Linked DNA regions of Mus musculus: regions 1 and 2 are each linked to region 3. A link is a contact called in public HiChIP or PLAC-seq data. All regions are on one chromosome and are shown on one strand. The core of a region is the stretch at or near the end of the contact, and the rest is flanking DNA. Distances in the headings are between cores, read along the strand shown.

What was found. HiChIP or PLAC-seq counts read pairs in DNA pulled down with a chosen protein or histone mark.
Region 1: a contact with region 3 is called in an H3K27ac HiChIP or PLAC-seq map of extraembryonic endoderm stem cells. The contact joins two enhancer-like sites. A contact is called at or near these places in 1 of 484 Hi-C or Micro-C datasets (nephron progenitors), 2 of 115 datasets of contacts at active chromatin or transcription factors (extraembryonic endoderm stem cells and pancreatic cancer cells) and 3 of 9 other capture datasets (adipose tissue, liver and pancreatic islet).
Region 2: a contact with region 3 is called in an HNF4G HiChIP or PLAC-seq map of pancreatic cancer cells. The contact joins two enhancer-like sites. A contact is called at or near these places in 1 of 484 Hi-C or Micro-C datasets (ventricular fibroblasts), 6 of 115 datasets of contacts at active chromatin or transcription factors (acute myeloid leukemia, astrocytes, embryonic stem cells and 3 more) and 2 of 9 other capture datasets (embryonic stem cells and liver).

What each region holds. Positions count from the first base shown.
Region 1 is chr1:156,342,724-156,345,876 of GRCm38.p6, forward strand. The region is part of intron 20 of Axdnd1 (axonemal dynein light chain domain containing 1); the gene reads right to left. Among named protein-coding and RNA genes, the nearest start is that of Nphs2, 34 kb to the left of the region's middle. Within about 2 kb of position 1,853, at least 19 of the 459 cell types and tissues checked have an H3K27ac peak or open chromatin away from gene starts, as enhancers often do. A contact at or near this core is called in extraembryonic endoderm stem cells and pancreatic cancer cells, where this site is marked.
Region 2 is chr1:156,453,619-156,456,594 of GRCm38.p6, forward strand. All of the region lies in intron 3 of Soat1 (sterol O-acyltransferase 1), which reads right to left. Among named protein-coding and RNA genes, the nearest start is that of Soat1, 19 kb to the right of the region's middle. Within about 2 kb of position 1,578, at least 66 of the 459 cell types and tissues checked have an H3K27ac peak or open chromatin away from gene starts, as enhancers often do. A contact at or near this core is called in pancreatic cancer cells, where this site is marked.
Region 3 is chr1:156,068,908-156,071,936 of GRCm38.p6, forward strand. No RefSeq gene overlaps it. Among named protein-coding and RNA genes, the nearest start is that of Tor1aip1, 34 kb to the left of the region's middle. Within about 2 kb of position 1,379, at least 44 of the 459 cell types and tissues checked have an H3K27ac peak or open chromatin away from gene starts, as enhancers often do. A contact at or near this core is called in extraembryonic endoderm stem cells and pancreatic cancer cells, where this site is marked.

The sequences.
Region 1 (3,153 bases), core at 603-3,102, 270 kb after region 3:
ATTTACGGTTTTTAGTTCTATATTAAACTCTTTCCTAAGCACTGTGTATATATCTGTATCAATCAAATATTCACTTGATTCTCAGTATGAAATACTGAATATTTATAATGGAGATAAGTTTGATGAGAGTAAGAAATATTTGTTGAAAGCCACAGTTTCAATTAAATAAACAAATGAAGATACACACTGTATTAATAGATCGAAAGACACAAAGTGGGCTGGCAAGATGGCTCAGCAGGTAAGAGCACTGACTGCTCTTCCGAAGGTCCTGAGTTCAAATCCCAGCAACCACATGGTGGCTCACAAACACCCATAATGAGATCTGACACCCGCTTCTGGTGTGTCTGAAGACAGCTACAGTATACTTACATATAATAAATAAATCTTAAAAAAAAAAAAGATACAAAGTGGTTAAGGGGTCAACTCTCCAGCCACTGATCAATAGTTAAAATGTAATCCAAATAAAAAACTCAACATCTGTTGAAGAGATTGGTAAACTAAAGTTTCATATGGTATAACAAAAGTTCTGGTATAACCTTTAAAAACAAATTTTGAGGGTTTCCACTATGAGATTATAAAATTTATGATAAAAATCATGAAGATTGGTAATGGTGATCATGTTGACCAATAGATCTACCTGGAAAAGGCTCAGACCAACACATACATGTTCAATAGATGTTTCAGCAAAGATGACAAAGCCTCTTGATAAATGACAGCCTTTTTAACAGAGGGCACCACAATACTCAGATAACATAGATGCCAAATAGGAATCATACCTGGAAACACAGATTTCTTTAAAAATTTTTTTTAACTCAAAGTGGATAATAAACCTGAGAGTAGAGCCTAAAACTATTTAACATCTAGAAGACAACATGAGAGAAAAATCTTTTTGATGCTGTAAGGCAGAACTTTTCCTTTAAAGTAACACAAAAAGCAAGATTCATAAAACAAAGGCTAGATCACCATCCAAGCTAAGAACCTCTTATCTCTCAAGGTACCCTTGGGGGGGGGGCATTTTTGTATGTATACGTATGTGTGACACGATATGTATGTATGACACACATGTCTGACCATGCTTTCTCACGTGTGTGGACACGTGTTTGTGTGGGTTATGTGTGAATGTGAATGTGTGGCATCCCGAGGTTGACATCTGGTGGTGTCCCTGTTCACTCTCCCACTTTTACCCACCGAGGAAGAGTCTCGACCTGACTGATTGCACTGGTCTAATAACCAGCTTCACCTGTGGGCCCGCTGTCTCTGCCTTCTCAGCTCTGGGATTACTGACAGGCTGCCATGCATACCTGATATCTACATGGCTTCTGGAGATCTGAATACCAGTTCTCAGGCATGGGCAAGCAAGTGCTTAACCTGCTGAGCCACCCCCCCACCCCCTCCCACCCCAACCCCCCTCCCACCCCCCACCCCACCCCCCAGCCGTCAAAGTCCTAGTAAGACAAGAAACATCACAAGCTGGAGCAAACATTTTTAAATAATACATAGGATCTAAGACTCATTATCCAACCCAAATAGTTCCCAGTACTTAATAAGGAAACAAGCCAACACTAATGTGCCAATGATTTAAGCAGACTTTCACCAAAGACGACATAAGTATAAAGAATAAGCACAAGAGAAGAAATTCAACACCATCAGTCATTAAGGAAATGCAAATAACAACTCTGATAACTTATTACTACCCACCTATTGGAATGTCCACAATTTAAAATATGGGCTATATCAACTATCGGTGAGGATGTGAAACAAAGGATTATTGTTTACTGCTGATAGAGGACTGAGTCAGCCAGAGCCAGGCTGACTCCATGACAGGGCTGCACACTGACAGTTTGGGAGACTTAGGCCTAAGTTTCTGTTTCCTAGAAATGAGAACCTGGATCCAGGAACCTGTGGTCAGCCAGCCACAGCTGCAGGCAGTCAATCCGAGGACACCCTGTCATCTGGCCTGAAGTAGGAATAGATAGCTAGAGTGAGTAAGCGACCCCCTGGGAAGTCTCCAGAGCCTAACCAATTATAGAATCAATCAGACCCTAGAGATAGAGCTAAGCAATCAAGGTAAAGGAGTACACGTCCCTCCCTGGAATTCCCCTAGCTGACAACATCTGACAAGTTGGGCCTGTGAGTCCACCATGGGTCTCCATTCCTGAATGGGGAAACCCCTGCATGTAGAAAATTCAACTGAATAAACACTCTTTGCTTTTGCATACTAATGAAGTCTGGGGTCTTTCTTCAGCGAATCACAGACCCTAACAACAGGAGTATAAAAATGGTTCAGTCATCTTGGAAATATATATATATCCCATTCCAAGAGATGTCTGTCCAAAGATTAGGGCATTAAAGTACACTGAAGCTTTGCCTATAATTATCAAGGTTGGAAACAACTTAGGTGTCCACCAAGAGAAAAATGGAATATATATATATATATATTTGTGTTGCTCTTTGCCTGGTGGTGCCATTGAAAGGTCTATAATGAGGGTACCAACTTCATGGATGGGTTAATCCACTGAGAAGTCTGTGAGGAATAGATTAATAGAAGGTAGGATGTGGTTGGAGAATGTGGGGGTTCTGTCTTCAAAGAACAAGTCCAGTCCCTAGCCTGTCTTAGTCAGGGTTTTACTTCTGTGAACAGACACCATGACCATGGCAAGTCTTATAAAAGGACAACATCTTGGGGAGCTGGCTTACAGGTTCAGAGGTTCCGTCCATTATCATCAAGGTGGGAGTATGGCAGACATGGTGCAGGAGGAGCTGGGAGTTCTACATCTTCATCTGAAGGCTGCTAGTAGATTACTGACTTCCAGACAGCTAGGATGAGAGTCTTAAAGCCCACACCCACAGTGACACACCTACTCCAACAGGGCCACACCTTCTAATAGTGCCACTCCCTGGGCTGAGCATAGACAAACCATAGCAAGCCCCTTCTTGTCTGCCTCTTTCTGCTTCCCAGTTGCCATGAGGTGAACATCTCTTGTCTACCACATCCCCTCTGCCATGATGCCCTGCCTCAGTACAGTTCAATGGAGCCAGCTGAACACTGAGTGAAATTATGAGCCAAAATGTTTCCTCCTCTCAAAGCACACTGATGACAAATGAGTGCGACAGCTGGGGCGAGGCCAGTAGCACACTGGTCGAGGGGCCTGA
Region 2 (2,976 bases), core at 328-2,827, 380 kb after region 3:
AAACATGGATGGCCCTTTCGTCTTTATCTGGAAGGCTGAACATTCCCAAAGGCAGAGACTTTGTAGTTTTTTTTTAAATGATGAAATAAAAAGACCAACGACCTGACTTTCCCAAAAGTCTCCACAGTAGACTAAGTCAAGTGAGAAAAGAAACTCGGAAGAAGGTAAGCAGACCTGCACAGCCAAATAGAAAGTGAGATTTAACCTCTGACTGGAAGCCAGGGGGACAAAGAAAAAGGGTCCATTGTAGCAGAGGTGCTGAGGATCAAACCCAGGGACCCACGTGTGTTAGGAAGACACTACCAAGCAAGCCATACCCCCAGCCCACAACTGCCGATCAAACACATTTATATCAAATCACTCATCGGTTCATTAAATGGAGTGCAATGATTCATTTAGAACAGAGGACTACATAATAAACGCAGGGGACCACGGGAGGGGTCTGTAATCTGAGCGGAAACCAGAGGGGGAAGGTGGCCAGCTGAGGCCTGCCTGAGCTAGAGTTGAGTTCCGGGTCAGCTGGACAGATATCTGAAGGATCCCTAAGCAAGCAAACACATGGAGCTGGGGATGTAGCTCAGTGGTGCAGGAGAGAGCACTCGAGGCCCTCCGTTTTCTCCACGTACCTCAATCAATCAAACTGTAGACTAAGAACTCAGGAGGACAGAACAGGGAGTACTCAGATCACGGGTGGGAGGAAATGGAAGCCAGAGGGATGAGCTGGGATTTGAGGATCTGGTGCAGTGTTTTGGTTGGTGAAGGAATAAAGTGAAAGCAAGCAGGTAAAAAGAGAGACACCACACAGGCATGAAACAGAGGAAAAACATACAATGGAAGGCCAACTTTCCAACGCCCTTTTCCACTGTTCCCCAGTAGAGCATAAATAACCATCAAAGAACTGAGAGACGGTGTGTCTGTCCCGGCACCACCATTCAGACGGCTACCCGCCCTTAACAGCAGGAAAGATGACTCACAACCCTAAAGCCTCGTCCCACACATAATCCATGCTGTGAGCTAAAGTTCACGCTCACCTCCTCAACTACTCCTTTCTTCATTCCTTTCTTTCTCATTTCAGATGCCTAATGACTAGATGGAGGAATCTTGCATTTACTCACTACTTATGCATTGTTGTCTGTATGGGCACATAAGTGCCACAGCACAAATGTAGAAATGTGAAGACAATTTTAGGGAGTCAATTCCTGAATTCTACCAGCTGGAATCCTGGGGACTGGACTCAGGCTAGTGACTGGGGTGGCAAGAGCCTGTATTCAGTAAGGCATCTCATAGGTCCCAGAAGTTAATAGTTTTATTCATGAATACATGAAACAGATAAATAGAGTACTCTTTTTTTTTTAAAGAAGCTTTTTGCTGGGCAGGGTAGCTCAGACTAGTAATTTCAGTACTCCAAGGCTGATGCAGGGGGATCGTTTTGAGTTCAAGTCCAGTCTGAGCTACATAGCAAGAGCTTGTCCTAAAATAACAAAATCAAGCCTAAAAAGAATAGGTATGGCCCCCATAGATTCATGTGTTTGAAGGCTTGGCCCAGGGAGTGGCACTATCTGGGGGTGAGGCCTTGTTGTGGGTGTGGCCTTGTTGGAGGAAGTGTGTCACTGTGGAGATGGACTTTGAGGTGTCCTATGCTTAAATTAAGCTCTGGCCAGTGTGGAATGCAGTCTCTTGGCTGTCTTCAGATCAAGATGTAGAACCCTCAGGAACTTCTCCAGCATCATGTCTGCCTGGATGCTGCCACACTTTCTGCCATGATGATAATGGACTGAACCTCTGAAAGGGTAAGCCAGCCCCAGTTAAATGTCTGCCTTTATAAGAGTCTTGGTCATGGTGTCTCTTCACAGCAATAAAATCCTAACTAAGACAGCTTGGATCTGTGGAGCTTCCCCCAATTCTGTGCTCTTCCTGACACCCCCTCACCACTACTTCCCTCTCCACATTCTTTCCCTGGTGGATTTGTGAAATTGTATGAAAATGTTCCTGCCACTTCAGCTTTTTCTTCTCTCTTATGGAAATCTGTCACCATGCTTTCTGTAGACTCTCAGGGAGAACAGCTTTGCCCATTATTCACTATGGTCCAGCCTATGACGCCAACTTGTCCTGGGGATAATTAGCAATTTAGCCTAACTTCATTCTTCTTTTATTTACTATTCTGCATGGATGGGTACTTTGCCTGCACATATTTCTGTGCATTGAACACTGCTTTGACAAGGCCAGTGGATCCCTAGGGACTGGAGTTACAGAGGCTGTGAGCTCCACAGATGTGCCGGGGGACTAACTCGCATCCTCTGGAAGAGTGGCCAGTGCTCTTACCTACTGAGCCACCACTCTAGGCCCCAACGTCATTCTTAAGTTGATTCACTTAAAATATGGCACCTGGTGATCTTCTTAAAAGATTTATTTTTTAAGTGTATGAGTGTACAGACATGTGTATGTATGTGCATCTCATGTATGCCGGTGACCATGGAAACCAGAAGAGGGAGTCAGATCCCCTAGAGCTGAAGGAGTTAGAGGGGGTTGCAAGTCACCTAGTGTGAGTCCTGGGAGCCAAACTTAGGTCCTCTGCAAGACCAAGTGTTCTAACCACTGACCAATCTCTCCAGCTCCACATTTTAGACAAGGTCTTCTATGTAGCCCAGGATGGCCTTAAAGTCTGAGAAATCCTCCTGTGTCAACCTCTCAACTGCTAGGATTTCATATATTACGGCATATATGTGCTACCTACCTAGGTAATAAGTCTTTTAAACAGGCCCTTATATTGGAATAATGATGTACTAGTTAGAAAAAAACATTGTCTGGACCACAAGATGCCTCAGCAGATAAAGGCAGCTGCTATCACACCGAGCAACATGCATGCAGGCCCTGGGATCCACCTGATGGAAGGAGCTGTTCTCCGACTTCCACACTCATGTGCCATGCCCGCACACTCATGTGAGCACACAGGTGCACACACACACATAAAATAAG
Region 3 (3,029 bases), core at 129-2,628:
GCATCGGGTGGTGTTGCGGCTGTCAGGGACGAGGGGCCATGCAGGCGGTGTGCTGGACTCCTCCACCACCCTTGGCAGTGGCTGTGGGGCATTTACCCCCACCTGGCTCTCTCTTGACCAGGGGAAGAGTGAGCACAGCCTTGGGAGTGGTCCAAACATGAGGCTTGCTGACTGGGGATGTATTAAGTGTGGGTGGGGTGTCCAGCATCTTGTATGTTGGAAAGTAGGAAGGTGGTTTGTATTTAAAACTCGAATTTAGAGGCTCAAGAGATGGCTTAATAAAGTGCACAAACCTGAGGAGCAGAAATTGGATTCCTGCATCCGCATAACAAGTTGGGCTTCCTGCAAATGACTGAATCTTTACACCCAGGAATCACACACACACACACACACACACATCATTTTCAGAGCTGGGTTGATAGCTCGGTAAAAGCCTGCCTTGGAAGAACAGGCACCTGAGTTCCATCTTGACAACACCCGGTTTTGTTTTGTTTTAAAAAGCTGGGTGTAGAGGCACAGGCTTGTTACCCAGCATGGCGGAAGCAAGGGACACACAAAATCCCTGGGGCTTTGAGAGCCAGCCACCCTAACTACTTGACACGCTCTGGGCCTCAAATAACAAGGTGGACTGTGCCTGAGGAAGGACAGACAGACAGACAGACAGATGGATAGACACACACACCAGAACAAAAGAAAAGTTTGCTCTGAGGATGTTGCCGAACCTGAATTAGTGGGTAGATAGAACCCTAGGATCCACCCCCTCTCCAGTCCCTCGATGCTCAGAATCTAGTGCTGCACGCCGCTGTCTTCCTCAGCTTGGGCCAAAGTGTTTCTTGACTAATTTCCTATTTGATTCTTGTAACTTAGGAAAATGTATTTTCAAGAGTTAGTATATCTTAAGAGCATTTGGCTAGCCACAGTGCAGATGAGTTTGCTTGCAGAGAATGGGGCTTCTTTTTTTGTTTGTTTGTTTGTTTTATTCCAGACAGGGTTTCTCTGTGTAACCCTGGCTGTCCTGGAACTCACTCTGTAGACCAGGCTGGCCTCGAACTCAGAGATCTGCCTGCCTCTGCCTTCCAAGTGCTGGGATTACTGCCTGGCGAGAATGGGGCTTCTTAAACCCTGTCCAGTTACCTACAGTAGAGGAGCCATGTGGTGGTGGTTTTATTTTTGAGTGTTTAAGTTAAAAGGATAGGAAATTACATATGTACCGCCAAACACAAACTGGTAGTAGTCGAGTTTCTATATAATACATTCAACGTTGAGAAGATTAAACACAGCAACAAACAAAACAAAACAAACAATCCCTAAGCCCTGCTATTCAGATAGCCTTCAGCAGACCGGCCAGCAGCGGTGGTGCTGCGAGTGGTGGACGTGTGAACTCTCAGGTTGCAGGAATGACTCAGTGGCTGAGACTGCTCTCTGCTCTTCTAGCAGACATTCTAGTTCAATTCCTATCGAGCACATTTGATGACTCACAACTGTCTAACTCCAGCTCCAGGGGACCTGACACCCTTATGTGTGAGAGTGCGTGCGTGCGTGCTCGCGAGCAAACACACACACACACACACACACGCATGTAAATCAAAGTAAAGTAATTTAAAATTAAAAAAAAAAAAACAACAACAAGCCAGATGAGTTGTTAATTTAGCAATGCTATGGGATTATTTCTTGAGATGTCATCTCAAGCTCTCATTTGGGTTGACGCTAAAATCTGCAAACAACAAAAATAGAGAAGCTGGGGGCTAGAGAGATGGTCCAGGGCTTAGGAGCACTCGCTGTTCTTACAGAGGACCTACGATTGGTTCCTGGTTAGTCCTCTACTCTGTCAGTCTGGGAACTATAAGGAGGGGGTCTGGGGCACAGATTGCTAGACAGAAGTCTGTAGGGGGCAGTGGGAAGTGAGATAGTCGTATGTGGATACTAATGGATGTCTTTTGCCTGGGCACCCTTATGTTGTGGCCTGCTTGAGTCCTCTGCCACCCACCCCACAACTCAGGATCTGTGTGTTCGCAGGCTGGGGGAAAGTAATCCCATCCCACCACTGTCTGGCAAACAGCCGGGCACTCCCAGCTGGGAGTTTTCTTGTTTTCTGACCACGTCTTGTGTCTTGGTCCCATACCCATGGCTGAGTCTCTCCATTGCGAACTCCCTTTTCTTATCTTCGGTATGCTGCCTGCTCAGGTCTCCCCACGCCGTCTCTCAGGGTAGGTTGCAAAGCTATCTTCCGGCCTTTTTTTCCTTTGGAATGTACTTGGAGCAGGGTTTATCTTAGAAGATTTCATGTGGGGAGTAGAGATAAAGACACATCTCATCCAGCCTTGCTTTGAGCTTACAGGGCTCCATTCTTCTGCCAGGACAGGCAGAATAAACCTAGCTTAAAGCTTGTTTTGAAGAGCTAAGTAAGGTAATTCTAACATGAGTGACTTAACCAGCCGGGCATGATGGTGCACGCCTTTAATCCCAGCACTTGGGAAGCAGAGGCAGGCAGATTTCTGAGTTCGAGGCCAGGCTGGTCTACAGAGTGAGTTCCAGGACAGCCAGGGCTACACAGAGAAACCCTGTCTGGAAAAACCAAAAACCAAAAAACAACAACAAAAAAACAACCGAGTTTTAGGAGCCATCAGAAATGTTGGAAGGCTAGTGGTAATGGCCGTTGGACACTGTAAGTTCATGCCATGGGATCCTATGTGCACTTCAAATTGGCTTAAAATGCATATTTTGTGTGACATTTTTTTTCTTTTGCCACTACAAAAAGAAAATACTTTTGAATTCATACAAACTGTGCTGCCTAGCCCTATTTTTTTTCCTTTTAAGGTTCTCCATTAGTTGCTACCAGTTCCTGACTCAGCCTCCTTAGCGGTAGGGCTGAGGGCCGAGAGGAAGGGAGGAGGGACTCAGGTCAAGGAGGAATAGGGCCGGGAGGTTCTCAGTAGCCAGAGGCTGGAGGTCTGCATCTTCTTCATCTGGAACTCTTGGGTGTTCAGAGGACCTTAGAAGATCACGGTGAGGGTTCTAGTTTAGGTTGG